2 separate regions of the Pan troglodytes genome follow, and region 2 is linked to region 1. The links are chromatin contacts, called in public capture Hi-C maps. All regions are on one chromosome and are shown on one strand. Each heading gives the region's core, a stretch centred on a gene start, on an enhancer-like site or on the middle of the called end of the contact. The rest is flanking DNA. Distances are from core to core; before and after follow the strand shown. Region 1 overlaps PODXL (podocalyxin like). Region 2 has its middle 97 kb from the start of PODXL.

Region 1 (2,659 bases), core at 120-2,619:
CACTTGAGCTCAGGAGTTCAAGACTAGTTTGGGCAACAGAGTGAGACCGTATCTCTACAAAATAATCAAAAACATAGCTGGGTGTGGTGGTGCACACCTGTGGTCCCAGCTACATGGCAGGCTGAGGTGGGAGGATCATCTGAGCCCAGGAGGAGGTTGAAGCTGCAGTGAGCCGTGATCGCGCCACCGCACTCCAATCTGGGTGACAGAGCAAGACCCTGTCTCTAAAAAGATTAAAAATTAAAAGGTACTAAAGGTGTGTCCTCAGAGGGTGCTGGAGACACAAATGAGATCATATGCAGGAAGAACGTGGCGCAGAGTCCGGCCAATATGCTAAGACCTCAGTATTTGCCCAGTATTAAGTTTACAGTCATGAGGATAAACTGCTCTTAGGAGGTGTCATTTAATGGGTGGATTTACAGAAAGTTCCAGCATGTGAGTGAGGCAGCATGTCCACCCCTCTACCCCATGGTCTCAGAGCTGCCCCGAGTGTACCAGGACACATGCAGCACCCAGACTGGGCACGGACGTTCCTGTCTCCTGCTCACAGCAGGGGGTCGGCAAGGCTGGCTGAGCCTGGCTGCCCCTTCTTCCAGCCCCGCCCTCAGTAAGGATACTGTAGATTTGGAATATTTAAACATTTTCCTCAAAGTTTTTACATTTCGGGGACTGGGCGTGGTGGCTCACGCCTGTAATCCCAGCACTTTGGGAGGCTGATCACGAGGTCAGGACTTCAAGACCAGCCTGGCCAACATGGCGAAACCCCATGTCTACTAAAAATACAAAAATTAGCTGAGCGTGGTGGTGCGTGCCTGTAATCCCAGCTACCCAGGAGACTGAGACTGGACAATCACTTGAACCCGGGAGGCAGAGGTTGCAGTAAGCCGAGATCACAATACTGCACTGCAGCCTGGGTGACAGAGCAAGACCCTGTCTCAAAAAAAAGAGCTTATACATTCTAAAAAATATGTTCATTTTGTTCCAAGATAGATATGTCTCCCTCAACAGATGAGGAAACCAAGGTCCAAAGAGGTGCCCGGCTCACACAGACATCCAGGTCTCCATTTGCAGAGCTCACTTTTTCTGTGGAGGCTACATCACATCTTGGATGTGGTCATTTAAACTGACCTTAAAGACAGGGCGAGTGGCCACTCTGCCACCTCCCCCGGGTGCTGTCCTGTGGTGGTGACTTGTTTGGGAGCCCATCTTGGGCAGGCGAGGTTAGCGAAGGCATCCAGGCATCAGCCCTGTCCCCGTCCTCGCCTGCCAGCTGGCTGGTGTGTTGGCTGTCCCTGGGCACAAGGCCCAGGAAGACAGATCAGGATTCACATGGTCTGCTGCAGGGGAAGGGATTAGGAGGCCCCTGGGGAGGGTATTGTTTTAAGGAGGTTAGTCTGCTCTTTCCAGCTCAGGAAGAACCCATCCCCTTCTCTGGGCAGGCTGGTGGTCCCTAGACAAAGCCTGACACCACGTACAAAGCTCCAGGGGCTCGGCATGGGGACGCTTCTCTTGTTAGCAACAGCAACAACAGTGGGAGCGGGAGTGGGGAGCAGGATGGGGAGTGGGGAGCAGTTGAGAGGGAGAGGAACCAGAGCGGGCAGGGGTTGGCTGAGCCCCAGGGAGTGGCGACGCAGGAGTCTTAGGTGGCACCGTCGATTGAATTCCAGGCTCTCCTGTTACCTCTCTGCCTTCAGCCATGGAATTATAGTCATGAGTCATTCCAAAGAATGTATCTAGAAGCTTCCTGCTGAGGCGCTCGGTCCTGTTAGGGGGTAGGGGTGGGGTTCCGCCCTCTGACCTCCACCTGGAGGATGCAGTGTCACCAACTCTGGGCCTGATTTTCATCAGGTGAGACTGTAGAGGTCATCGAACCCTGTGCTCCCTGCATTATGTGGAAACTGAGCCCCGCTAGCTGCTGCGCCAGGGCGGGATGGAGGATGAGGCTGGCTCCCCGCAGAGCGCTTCTGCCCCTGCCACTCCTTCCCTGCCAGGCCTTGGGGATGGGAAGCTCGGTCAGAGAATGGGTCTGGGACACACAACGGAGTGGGGCAGCCCATACAGAAACAGCCTGAGGGTCTGCCTGGGGGTGGGGGGGGTCATCCTCCCAACTAAGTCAGAGCACAGGGGAGGGGCCAGGAGCTGGTCTCCTGGTTCATCTCCCTCCTGTACTCTGCAGGGCCACAGTGGGCCCTGTGCAGCCTTGCCACAGATGTGTTTGAAGTGCGTACACATCAGTTCCCCAAAGACAGGAACTGCGATGTTTCACAGAAGCCCTATTCACAATGGCCCTAAACTGGAAGCCGCCCAAATGCCCATCAGCAGCAGAATGGACAAATACATAGTGGCATGTGCACACAATAGAGTCCTCCACTGTAATGGGGGCGAACAGTCTGCGACCGCACACCACGAGAAGGATGAGTTACACAAAGCAAAGCTGAGTGAGGGAAGCCAGACCCAAGAGTCACGACGGTGTGATGCCATTGATATGAAATCCCACAACAGACACAACCCCGAATCTTCTCAGTCAGAATAATAGCGGTTACCCTCGGGGATGGAGAGGAACACAGGCAGGGCTTCTGAGACGAGCTGTCCAGTTTCACCATCTGGTGCTGGTTAAATGTGTGTATTCCCTCGAGGACAATTCATCAAGCTGTACACT
Region 2 (2,659 bases), core at 102-2,601, 110 kb before region 1:
AAGAAAGACATCATGGCAATGTCATTAAACCCTCACTTACTTTGTGCCAGACAGCGAAGCTGCCACTGGCAGGCCGCACTCTCTCTGTGGAGGCCACTGCTGCCTGGTGGGAGCCCACAGCACAGAGCATGGGGCCCTGGCCTCCTAGGTCCAGGCCAATCAGCAGAGGTGCCTGGCTGCTCTAAGAGCCCCTCTTCCCCAGGCAGCACCAGCCTGTCGCCTTGAAATCCCCTGCCCTGTCTCCACTCTCCTATCCCAGTCATGTTCTAGAAAAGGGGCTACACACCTGGCTTCCAGGAGCTTCATAGACCGACTGCATCAGAATCTCAGAGCATCAGAATGTGAGTTTCACACAGATGAGTCTGAAAAGACCGGTGTGTGTATTCCTGAAACACTAACTCTTAAAGGCCCCCATGTCAGACGCTTTGGGGACAACAGCCTTGGCTCAGGTGAAGCCCCCTGATGCAGGCTTGTTGCATTTATCTTGATGTGGCCTCTTAGCTGTAGTCAGGACCCTGGAGGGCAGGATGTGTTTGTTCATCTTTTTTGTCCCCAGTATGTAGCACAGTGCCAGGCGCGTGCTGCGGATTTAATGAATACTTGTTACATCAGTAACCAAATGTACAAATGAATGAAGGAATCATTGCGCACTTAGGGCAGAGCTATCAGCCCAGGCAGCTCTGTCTAAAGGACCAGGGCCTGCTCTTTAGGGAGAAGGGATCAGTAGTTAAAACCAGAACAATACCTGGACAGCACATCTGCAATTACTCACAGCATTTGCTTTAATTGCTTAGTAAATCCACACAATGTAACTTTATGCATCTCAAATAATTCCCTTGTTTGTTTTGAAAATCCTTAATAGAAAATACACAGCAGGTGGGTGTTACGTGGAGTAGAAATGCCTGACTGCTGACACCTGGCCACCTTTCCCGTAAACTGGCAGGGACGGAACCTGTGCTGGGATCCTGGAGGGGCTGCTCCACAATAGCCACCTGATTCTGAGGGGGTTGCAAGCTCATCCTGTACCTCTCCTGTCATGCCTGAGGAGCCTGTGAGCTGCCACATCCTGTCACAGCCCCCTCCTCAGCCATGTCATCCTCACGACCGCCCTGGGAGGCAGGCAACCTTGGAGACTTCACTCCCATTCACGCTGAGACGTTTGGGGAAACCTGAAATCCGACCCCCTTGGTACAGAGGTGAGAGAAGGAGGTAGAGGCAAGACGCTGAGGAGAAGAGACACAAGCAGAGAGGGGGACAAGGACCTATTCTTAAAGGAGGATGCGCCCAAGCCACGGCCGTGGTGAGACGCCCGGTTGCCCTTCCACTCTCGGCCACCAGGTGGCGGGCACAGGCCAACTAAGCCAGGCAGGGCTCAGGAGCAGCTGCCCAAAGGGCGGCCCAGGCAGAGGCAGCACTGCCAAGGTGGGAACATGCCCAGGAGGACACCGCACAACACACACCACACACACCCCTACAACACACACCCTACATCACACCCACAACACAGCACACACACCACACACACCCACAACACAACACACACAACACATCCCAACACACACACTACACAACATACATACCCCCAACACAACCCAACACACACCACACATATACACCCCAACACACTACATACACCCCTACAACACACATCCCACAACACACCCACAACACAGCACACAGACCCACAACACAAAACAAACACACCACACACACCCACAACATACACAACATGCCACACACCCACAACACACAATGCATCCCAACATCCACTACACAACACACATACCCACAATACAACCCAACACACACCACACATATACACCCCAACACACACCACAAACGCCCCTACAACACATACCCCACAACACAATGTACCACATACCACACAAGGCACGCCACACACACCCCAACACACAACACACACACCCCTATAATACACACCCACAACACAACACAAAACATACCACACACACCCACAAAACACACAATGTATCCCAACATCAGCTACACACACATACCCACAACACAACCCAACACACACCACAAACACCCCTATGACACACACCCCACAACACAATGCACCACATATCACATAACACACACCACACATACACACCCCAATACACACCCCTACAACACACACCCCTACAACACAATTTACCACACAACTCACCACACATCCATACAACACATACCCCACAACACACACACAGAGTACAACATACCACACAACACACATCACACACCCAACACGACACACAATGGACAACTCACCACACATACCCACACAACATAACACACAACACACATATCCCTACAACACACACCCACAATACAATGTACCAGACAACACACAACACACGCAACATACACACAACACATAATGCAACACATAAACCCTACACACACGTCACACAACACACACACCACAAATACACACCCCCACAACACATACCACTACAACACATACCACTACAACACACACACATCACACCACACACACAACACACAGCATACACACCCTACATATACAATACAGCACCCACACACCACAGCACACACAACATACACCACAACAAACACATACAGCACACACAAAACACATCACACACACACACACCCCACACATGCAGCAACTGCTCACTATCCCTCCACTTTG

What was found. Capture Hi-C pulls out chosen DNA fragments and counts their contacts.
Region 2: a contact with region 1 is called in a capture Hi-C map of stem cell-derived neural stem cells, with 4 times the contacts expected there. The contact joins two enhancer-like sites. A contact is called at or near these places in 3 of 7 Hi-C or Micro-C datasets (induced pluripotent stem cells and stem cell-derived neural progenitor cells) and 1 of 1 other capture datasets (stem cell-derived neural stem cells).

The regions. Positions count from the first base shown.
Region 1 is chr6:146,904,866-146,907,524 of NHGRI_mPanTro3-v2.0_pri, reverse strand. The region is part of intron 1 of PODXL (podocalyxin like); the gene reads left to right. Among named protein-coding and RNA genes, the nearest start is that of PODXL, 18 kb to the left of the region's middle. Within about 2 kb of position 1,369, at least 7 of the 24 cell types and tissues checked have an H3K27ac peak or open chromatin away from gene starts, as enhancers often do. A contact at or near this core is called in induced pluripotent stem cells and stem cell-derived neural stem cells, where this site is marked.
Region 2 is chr6:147,019,628-147,022,286 of NHGRI_mPanTro3-v2.0_pri, reverse strand. No RefSeq gene overlaps it. Among named protein-coding and RNA genes, the nearest start is that of PODXL, 97 kb to the right of the region's middle. Within about 2 kb of position 1,351, at least 7 of the 24 cell types and tissues checked have an H3K27ac peak or open chromatin away from gene starts, as enhancers often do. A contact at or near this core is called in induced pluripotent stem cells and stem cell-derived neural stem cells, where this site is marked.